Regions from separate parts of the Mus musculus genome. Here regions 2 and 3 are each linked to region 1. The links are chromatin contacts, called in public promoter capture Hi-C maps. All regions are on one chromosome and are shown on one strand. Each heading gives the region's core, a stretch centred on a gene start, on an enhancer-like site or on the middle of the called end of the contact. The rest is flanking DNA. Distances are from core to core; before and after follow the strand shown. Region 1 holds the start of Unc45a (unc-45 myosin chaperone A). Region 2 holds the start of Blm (Bloom syndrome, RecQ like helicase). Region 3 has its middle 11 kb from the start of Gm45202.

What was found. Promoter capture Hi-C pulls out the DNA fragments that hold promoters and counts their contacts. Capture Hi-C pulls out chosen DNA fragments and counts their contacts.
Region 2: a promoter capture Hi-C map of pancreatic islet shows a contact between it and region 1. The contact joins the promoter of Blm here to the promoter of Unc45a in region 1. A contact is called at or near these places in 11 of 39 promoter capture datasets (the 3T3-L1 cell line, the C10 cell line, cranial neural crest and 6 more), 2 of 15 datasets of contacts at CTCF or cohesin (the NIH/3T3 cell line and stem cell-derived epiblast-like cells), 11 of 484 Hi-C or Micro-C datasets (B cells, CD4 T cells, CD8 T cells and 7 more), 14 of 115 datasets of contacts at active chromatin or transcription factors (the SCID.adh cell line, acute myeloid leukemia, astrocytes and 9 more) and 4 of 9 other capture datasets (adipose tissue, liver, macrophages and 1 more).
Region 3: a promoter capture Hi-C map of embryonic stem cells shows a contact between it and region 1, with 6 times the contacts expected there. The contact joins the enhancer-like site here to the promoter of Unc45a in region 1. A contact is called at or near these places in 25 of 39 promoter capture datasets (the 3T3-L1 cell line, 3T3-L1-derived adipocytes, the C10 cell line and 17 more), 3 of 15 datasets of contacts at CTCF or cohesin (embryonic stem cells and large pre-B cells), 10 of 484 Hi-C or Micro-C datasets (the G1E-ER4 cell line, the HL-1 cell line, the N1E-115 cell line and 5 more), 27 of 115 datasets of contacts at active chromatin or transcription factors (the 230-238 cell line, the HPC-7 cell line, the SCID.adh cell line and 16 more) and 4 of 9 other capture datasets (adipose tissue, liver, macrophages and 1 more).

Annotation. Positions count from the first base shown.
Region 1 is chr7:80,338,479-80,341,506 of GRCm38.p6, forward strand. It overlaps Unc45a (unc-45 myosin chaperone A), which reads right to left and starts at 1,741. Exons shown (of 20, transcript NM_133952.2): 1 at 1,591-1,741; 2 at 1,073-1,234; 3 at 836-872; 4 at 363-538. The coding sequence starts at 1,641.
Region 2 is chr7:80,533,477-80,536,489 of GRCm38.p6, forward strand. Blm (Bloom syndrome, RecQ like helicase) reads right to left here and starts at 1,643. Exons shown (of 22, transcript NM_001042527.2): 1 at 1,567-1,643.
Region 3 is chr7:80,142,048-80,145,416 of GRCm38.p6, forward strand. No RefSeq gene overlaps it. Among named protein-coding and RNA genes, the nearest start is that of Gm45202, 11 kb to the right of the region's middle. Within about 2 kb of position 2,049, at least 140 of the 459 cell types and tissues checked have an H3K27ac peak or open chromatin away from gene starts, as enhancers often do. A contact at or near this core is called in the 230-238 cell line, the G1E-ER4 cell line, the HPC-7 cell line and 13 more, where this site is marked.

The DNA.
Region 1 (3,028 bases), core at 491-2,990:
AGAGAATCAGGGGTTCAAGGCCAGCTTCGGGCAGGTAGTGAGTCTAAGGTCAAGAGGGGCTAACTAGATCATCAGATATTCATTTACAACTTTGATATGCTAAAGCACTACAGCCTAACAGAGCCAAATCACTTCATACCTTCGCCAGGTACCGTAAGAGTCCACGCACCCACACCACTTACATACAAGGACAAACTTATACATACACAGAAAAAAACATGCTTTAAACTTGATTTCCTCCATCAGTCTGAGCATTATTAATTAATGTGTATTTGTTACCAGTAGCTCCTCTCTGGAGTACTGTGTCTACATCCTTGTCCCAGACCCAGGCAACTCCAACTTCTCTTGGTACCTTCACATACCTTCTCCTGAATCTGGCCCCCAATGTTCCTCAGCGACTCCTGGAAAACTTTGTTCTTGGGTTCTAGGCTCACACATCTCTTCAGGTCAAGGACAGCCTGGTCCAGGCGGCCCAGCTTCTCTAGGGCTTGGCTTCGGCGATAGAGTGCTTTGACATCCCCACCGTCCTTTTCAATGGCTGAGCACAAACAGGAACTCTATCAGCACCCAGGAGGCCACCGTCTCCAGGCAAGAGCAGTAGGGATAGATCTCGAGGGCCAAAGGAAGATAGGGGTACGAATGTGGAGCTCGGTGCTTCAGCCTCAGAAAAGGTGAGGGCGGCTGCAGAAAAGGAAAGGCCGAAGAAGTGGGAAAGCAAGTAGAAAGACGAGTGACTGGGTCCAGAGGAGGAGAAAGGGATGGCTCGGTGGCCCCAGAGTCCTTTCCCACCACAGAAGACCCCATTGCTCCATATGAGGACCCACACCCACCCTACCTTTAGACGCCTCTGATTCTGCTTTGCTGTAATCTTCCTGTAAGAGAAAGATCAGGAGCCTGAGAGTGGCAATGGCACCCTTGTTTTGCTGAACCACCTGATCCCCCACTACCCACGCCTAAAGACCTCTGGCAATCGTGCGTGGCTAGGAAATGCCCAACTGGTGCACAAACAGCAGCGGCTATGGGCAATCCCAGGCCCAGGTAGAACCAGGTTAGAGCAACCCGATCCCCTCACCAGCTTGAGGTGGCAAGCAGCCCTGTTTCGGTGCAAAATGGCCTGGTCCTGGGGCGTCGCGCCGAGACTCAGGGCCTGTGTGTAGGCGGTCAGGGCGCCCTCGTAATCCCCGCATTTGAACAGCTCGTTGCCCTCCTTCCGCAGCTGCTCGGCTGAGCTGGCCTGGAGAGAGAGAGAGAGAGAGAGAGAGAGAGAGAGAGAGAGAGAGAGAGAGAGAGAGAGAGAGAGAGAGAGAGAGAGGGAGAGAGAGAGAGAGAGAGAGAGAGAGAGAGAGAGAGAGAGAGAGAGAGAGAGAGAGAAGAGAGAGAGAGAGAGAGAGAGAGAGAGAAGAGAGAGAGAGAGAGAGAGAGAGAGAGAGAGAGAGAGAGAGAGAGAGAAAGGCGTTGGGCAGAGCAGCGCGCCTGGGAGAAGAGCCGGGTCTTGGCCGAGTCCCGTGAAGGGCTAGAATAAGGTGACGGCGACCAGGTGCGAAGGCGCATGTGTGAAAGGGGAGATGGCACAGGAGAATCAGTACGCACCCCGGGGTCGGAAGGTCGGGGCTCGGGGGTCTCCGGGCCACTCACAGTCATCACGAAGCTAAGCTCCAAGAGCCAGTGCAGGCGCAGTCTTTAGAGCAAAGGTGTCCCTGGGATCCGCGAGATGCCGGCGACTGCCCCGCCCCAGCAATGCGTCAGTGTTACGCTAAACAAGGCGAGGCCAAGAAGTGGTTGGGTCTGTGCAAGGGCGGGGTACTCGCGTTGCGCAGGCGCAGGCTCAGGCTCAGGGCTGCTTCACGAGCGCCTAGTCTGTTCCCACTGGAACCTGTAGAGGGCGCGCGGAAGAGGCTCTAAAGGAAAGGCGGCGGCAGCCGCTGGAGTTTTGTTTTTCTCTCCGTCCCCGACCACGGCAGAAGTGCACGAAATCTGTAGTCATCAGTGCCATCAGCAGTAGAGTGTAGATGCCCAGTGCTAGGAGCGGGCCTGGACCCCTGGGGAGACAGGAGAGACTCAAGGTTGTCTACTGGCTGCTACAAGTCAGGGTTTGCAGAGCCCAGAGTCCCACGAGAGCAGGGGATAAATACAGATGCATACACATATTTTGCATACAAATCTGGGAGCTCGCAAGTACCTTGAAGACAAACGCGGCAGATTCAGAATTAAACCTCCTACTACAATGTGTCCAAGATTAACAAATCCTCTTTATTAACACCGTCCAAACCCCTTAAGACAAAGCAGCTTCTGTTACTTGTTTTCATTTACAGCATTGGTTGTAATTATGATTTAGTGACTTCCTCTCCACTAATCTGGAAGCTACAAGTCTCCCACTGCAGAATTCAAGGACAGTGCCCAAGACACGGGAGCACTCTGCCAGTGTTCTGCGAATCCGGGACTAGAGTTCTTACCTGAGGATGGGTGGTGGCTGAAGCGAAGACAAGTTAACTTGGTACAGGGCCTCAAATTCATCCAGGGTACAGCAGGAACCCCCGGCAGCCTGCAGGTGGCAACAGTAGGCTTCCTCGGGAGTGTCAGAGAGGCGCGGACAGAAAAAACCAGGGTAGTGGCCGCCTTCTGCATCCCGTGTAGTCTGGCACAAATGGGGGTGGTGAGCCAGGGCTGGAGAGAAGCAAGACGTCTATAGAGAAGGGAGGTTACCCACATCCCCTTCACCCTGCTCAAAGTGCAAAATGGGGTCCAAGTCCCAAAGAGAAGAGAAGAGGAGGCTCTCTCCACCCCTCACCATCAGATCTCCCGTACCCCAAGTCACCCTCAGAGGATAGGGAAAGTATTATACCTGAGAGGTCGGTTGGCTGGGCAAGATTCATCCAACTGAAAAGCAGTCCCCCACACAGGCCTGTCAGCAGGAGCCCTGGACCTCTCCCCTGGAGGCCCATAAGAAGTCGCCTCCACCTCAGTCGTAGTCCTAGGAATCCAACAGGGGTTCTAAGCCCTGGCTACAGACAAGAAGGAAGCTGAAATT
Region 2 (3,013 bases), core at 393-2,892, 190 kb after region 1:
ACTGATCTTATTCTACAGGAAAGCAAGATACTCAAAGGCTTTTAGGCACAAAATTATACAGATAATTTTTCAATTACTTTGAACCTGGTAAGACAGAAAAGGCCTGGGAAGATGGCTCAGTCAGTAAACTGCTTGTAGTATGAACATAGGGACCTGATTTCAGATCTCCAGAACCCACTTAGAAAGTCAGGAGTGGTAATGTGCATCTATAATGCCAGTCCTGGGAGGCTTGCTAGTTTAATCAGTAAGTTCCAGGTTCAGTGAGACTGCCCCAAACACTAAGATGGAAGACAACTGCAGAAGGTACCTCTGGTCTTCTTGCACATTAACACACACACACAAACATGGACAAGAACATACTCCTATCTCCATTCCTGACAAAAGGTAAAAATTTAGAAAATAGAGCATGTCCCTCAACCAAGTTTAAGATGCTACATTCTGTCCAGCAGTGGCAGCCATTGCCTTTAATTCCAGCACTCAGGAGGGAAAGGCAGTGGAATCAGGGTTCGAGGCCAGCCTGGTCTACAGTGGGCTACACAGAGAAATCTGTGAGTCTCTTTTGCAGAAGTACATATTTCACAGTATATACACTTTAAATAACAGGGATGGTGACATGGGTCTGTAACTCAAGCACTTGAGAGGTTGAGGCTGAAAAGATCATGGAGTCCAAAGTCACCCTCAGCTCTACAAGTTTGAGGCCAGACGGGACTACAAGATCCAAAACAAACAAACTGGTACTAAATCCCTATCTTGGGAACCTAAAAATCCCACTTCATCCAAGCAAAGTTAAAGTGACATCCAAACAGAATAGCAGTCAGGCTAACAAAATGTTGACTCAAGCCGGTGTGACGTCAACTCAGCACTGGATGGCTGAGACGGTGTGACGTCAACTCAGCACTGGATGGCTGAGACAAGTTCCTTCCAAGCTCAATTAAATGTATTACTCCCCAGGCGTCTGCCTCTCTCCTTCTCCTCCATCTTGTCATCTCTCGATCAGTCTTTCCCACCCCTACCCCTTGCTGAGGTAGGAGAGCTGTGTATTTAAAGGCGACACCGGAAGATGGCAGGTTCATCTCAGTCACCCTCACCCGGTAACCTATGACAGTTAAGAGGGACTGGGAGGAAGCCTGGGGCAGTGAGATAGGCTTCAGAGCTGGGCAGGTCCTATTCAAACCTCATCTGGCATCCAAGCCCGCGCGCCCTTTCGGCAAACGAGGTCTGAGCTCCTGCTTCTCCGATTAAAAACAGGGCACCTCCACCTCTTCTGGCGTCTCGAAAGCATGCATTGCTACGAGGGGTCGTTGCAGCACTACACAAACTACGGGAAGCAGATGAGCTAATTTCTCGCGTATGACAATCAAGGCCTTAAGGAAAGTGTGGACAGTGAGACTCGAGCCTCGGCCGCCTGACATGGCCTTTTCTGGGTCACCAGGTCTCTACTCCGGTCTGGGCTTCTCGCCACAAGCGAGGCTCGGAGAACCTGGGACGGATGACTGGTGAAATGGCCAAGGCCTCGGGCTCTGTTAGTCGGCGGAGCCACCGCAACCCAGCGCGCGCCGAACTCACCTCACTCAGGCTTACGTCGCGCCGGGCGGAACCACCATCCAAACTCCGCGCGCCGACACGGCCCTCCTGCGCCCCGCGCCGCACGCTCTGCGCGGCAAGAAGGATGATTCTGATTGGGTAATCCCTGAAGGATCTAACCAATACCGTGGCCTCTGGCTCCTGGCCCCGCCCCTAGAGCTGCTGGGGCGGTATCCCCCGAGCACGTACTACTAAAGCCCAATCCGAATGCAGCTGACCGGTCAGGTGATTATGGCAAACTACCTGGCTTCCGGCGTAGTAAGGCTTTGTTTTGTTTTTTGTTTTTTGTTTTCCTAGTGTAGGGAAAGGCGCCTGAAGCCCAGTCTGTGGCATGGTAGAGATTTTGTGATGTTTGAAGACAGCCGAGGCTTGCTAGTTCCGGTAAATCAGGCGAAGCGTCTGTGGGCCTCTTCTTTTGGATCTCACCCTCTATTCTTGTGAAACTTCGGCGGTTCTTCCACTGCTGACTGTCATTAATCGGTCGCAAGCTCAGATACTTCAGCTGGCATGCAGATGCCGAGGGTGAAGCTTCAGTTCTAGTGGGTAGCTTCCACCATGAATGCAGCCCGGTGATGCCTGATCTTCTATTTTTGTAACTTTTAGTTTTTTTGAGACCGGACCTTACATAGCCCAGGTTGGCCTCAAACCTCCACCAAATTGTGTAGGAGAAGCTGACCTTGAACTCCCGATCCACCTACTTACACTTCCCAAATACTAGGATTACATATTCCACCAAAGTGGGCTCTTGTTAATTTTTTTCTCTTCCAACCCTGTCATCTGTCCTTACCCTCTTTTTATTTTATTTATTTATTTATTTATTTATTTATTTATTTTGGTTTTTTGAGACAGGGTTTCTCTGTATAGCCTTGGCTGTCCTGGAACTCACTCTGTAGACCAGGCTGGCCTCCAACTCAGAAATCCACCTGCCTCTGCCTCCCAAGTGCTGGGATCAAAGGCGTATGCCACCACTGCCGGACCCTTTCCCTCTTTTAAGGAGTAAATTCAAACTGTTACAACAATATGGAAAACAGTACAAAGGATTTGAAAGATACTAAAAGTTACCTCATGACCCAGAAACATCTCCTCTGACATATACCCAAAGAAAATTAATAAATAACTTCCTAAAGCTATCAGCTTTCCCTTGTTCATTGCTGCATAATCCACAATAGCCAAGATATGAAAATAAGCTGTCAGGAGAAAGACGGGAAATGCACATCAGAATAGTAATTAGCCTGGTAAAAAGAACCAGATCTTTCCATTTAGGGACATTATGCTAAGTGAAATAAGCCAGACACAGTAAATTATTATTGCATGATCTTATATGTGGGATCTTTATAAAATTTAAATATTCATATCTAGAGAAAACTGGTGGAGAGTTGTGGGTTAGAGGACACATATAGTGAAAATACCTAGAGATCCAAAATACAAT
Region 3 (3,369 bases), core at 799-3,298, 200 kb before region 1:
TGTTCCTTTTTAAAAGAGGTTTTATTTATTTTGTGTATGAGTATTTCATCCCCATGCATGTGTGTGTACCACATGAGTGCTTGGTGCCCTGGGACATCAGAACAGGGCATCAGATTTGCTGGAACCAGAGTTACAGGTGGTTGTGAGCCACCATGTGGGTGCTGGGACTCAAATTCCCTATTTATTTGGTTTTTCGAGACAGTTTCTTTCTCTGTGTAGCCCTAGCTGTCCTGGAGCTCACTCTGTAGACCAGGCTGGGCTTGAACTCAGATCTACCTGCCTCTGGCTCAGGAGTGCTGAGATTAAAGGCGTGTGGTATGTAACAATGCTCGTTTGCTTGTTTGTTTGTTTGTTGGGTCTGGGTTGTTTGTTTGTTTGTTTGTTTGTTTTTGAGATAGGGTCTCACTTTGTAGCAGCTCTGGATGACCTGGTATCCTGGTATTCACCATGTAGTTCAGGCTGGCCTTGAACTTATAATAGGCTGTCCACCTGTCTAATCCACTTGTCTTTTACTCTGGAGTTCAGGAATTAAAGGTAATTGCCACGATACCTGCCTGCTATGTATATTTGCACAGTTAAAACAACAACAAAAATAGTCATCCAAAACTCATAGCTAATTGGAGCTAGAGAGATGGCTCAATGGTTAAAAGCAACACACATACACACACATACATGGCAGGTGGCGGGCTGGAGAGATGCTTCCGTGGTTAAGAGCACTGATTGTTTTTCCAGAGGTCCTGAGTTCAATTCCCAGAAACCACATGGTGGCTCACAACCATCTGTAATGAGATCTGATACCCTCTTCTGGTGTGTCTGAAGACAGCTACAGTATATATAATAAATTTAAAAGGCTAGGAATGGTAATATATGCCTTTAATCTCAGCACATGGGAAAGTGAGGCAGATGGACTTCTATGAGTTCAAGACCAGGCAGGGCTACATAGTTAAGTTTGAGGATAGTCAAGATTACAAATTGAGAGCCAGTCTGGAAGGGGTGGTTGGGGGCAGGAGAACAACTTAAGTTGTGGCAAGAGGACTGCAAGCTTAAAGTTTGAAACTTTGAGACTAGTCTTGGCTACATAGCAAGATCCTACTCAACCCACTAACAAAAGTCACAGAGGGGGATGGGGGGGGGGGGGCCAGGCCAGTGAGGTGAGTTAGTGATATGGTACTTCCTGCCAAAGCCAGTAATCTGAGTTCCATCCTCAGAACCCACTCTGTAGGACAGAACTGACTCCCTAAAGTTGTCCTCTGACCTCCACACTCCACAAGAAGACTATGGACACACACATACATACATGTAAAATAGATAAATATATGTAAAAACCAATCGTGGCACCCTCTGGGCTGGGTTCTCTTGTTTTGCATCTCCCCCGTTCTGACTTTCCTGTTGTTGAGATCTCTCACCACTGTCTTGCAAGCTGTCCTTCACGCAGCTACTCAGTTCCTCCTGTGTGTAACCAGCTCTCTTCAACCGCGTCCTTGGCACTTCCCCTTCTCGGCCCAACTGGCTGATCGAGATATTTTCCCAAACAAAACCTGTTCTCACCCCGCTAAGCACATTGCAGACTTGCCATCTGGTGTCTATGTGGGTCTCCTGAGAAACAGATGAGTGGGCAGCCACAGCTGAGATGCAGATCGTCTCTCTACCAGCTGCCAGGCTGAGAGGAGACCCACGGCCTCAGGGGTGGGGGCCGGGGCGGGGGGCCGGCTGGGGAAAAAGTGCATAAGGCAGCCCCTGGAACGCAGTCCCATCTCTCTATAGTGGGCCAGACCTCAGAAGGGCGGGGCTGAAGGAGGAAACAGAGAGACTTAGGTAAAGTGACCAGTAAGTTCAGATAAGAAAGGATTCAGTCTGATCAGAAAGATGCTTGAGGCGCAGAGTCCTGGAGCCAGACAGAGCCGAGTGGGGTGTGGTGAGAAATGGGAGAAGAGACAGCAGGAAAATCCCACCTTTTTTAGAAATGCTAAGCTTTTGAGGCAGGGTGCATCTGGAGCGGTTTCGGGGAGGAAGTTAAAAAGAAGAACCAGAGGACAAGAACACACGCCAAGCCTGGAAGGGAAACAGATGCCTTGCAGGGATCCCTCTCCAAAGCAGAGGCAAGAAAAGGGAGGGCAGGAGTGTTTCCAGTGAAACCCGCCACCTGAGGAGCGCTCACCAGGCCAGGCAGGAATGCTGGCAAGAGCTGACAGGTATACCTGCTTGAGACAGGCCAGACATTGTCCCGATGCTGCGGCCCACAAAACACAACGCGCAAGACTCACTGTGATGTTAAATTGTCTACTAGGACATTTGAAAGGGTGAAAGAGGGGTATGGGGTGGCATGGGTCTGCCTTCCCAGCATTCCAGAGGGTGAGGCAAGAGGAAGATCAGAGATCCGCCTGCTTCTGCCTCCCAAGTGCTGGGATTAAAGGTGCTCATCACTTCACTGGCCCAGTTTTTTTTTTTTTTTTTTTTTTTTTTTTTGGTTTTTCGAGACAGGGTTTCTCTGTCTAGCCCTGGCTGTCCTGGAACTCACTCTGTAGACCAGGCTGGCCTCAAACTCAGAGATCCGCCTGCCTCTGTCCCAGATTATTGTTTTAATTATTGAGACAAGGCCTCACTGTATAGCCTTAGCTTGTCTGGAGCTTTCTATGGACACCAGGTTGGCCTCAGACGTACAGAGGTTCACCCTTGCTTCTGCCTCCTGAGTGCGGGGATTAAAGGCGTGCATCGTGCACACACACAGCTATTGTTTTATTTTGAGACAGGAATTTCGTGTACTCCAGGCTATCCTCAAACTCCCTGAGTTGGGAAGGATGGTATTGAACTTTTGATCCTTCTGCCTCCACCTCCCAACTGCTGGGACTCCAATCGAGGGTGACCACACCCAGTTTTCAGAATACTGGAGATGGAATCCAGCACACTGCACATGCTAGACAACCACTCTCCTCCCTGGGCTACATTCCCAGTCCTACACTGCCATCTGGGAGGGGTGTTCTCTGTATTGCCCTGGCTGTCCTGGAGTCCAGGCTGGCCTCGAACTCAGAAATCTGCCTGCCTCTGCCTCCAAAGTGCTTCGATTAAAGGTGTGTACCACCACTGCCTGGTACAATCTTCTGTTTGAGGAGAGTATTTTAGCAAAGTGTGCTGGTATACATCTTTTAAGTAGTAGCATGTGAGAGAGCCTGAGGCAGAAAGATCTCTGAGTTCAAGGCTAGTCTACACACTGAGAACCTGTTCCAAAAGAAAAAAGAAGCTGGGCATGGTGGCACAAACCTTTAATCCCAGCACTCGGGAGGCAGAGGCAGGTGGATTTCTGAGTTCAAGGCCAGCTTGGTCTACAAAGTGAGTTCCAGGACAGCCAGAGCCACACAGAGAAACTGTCTC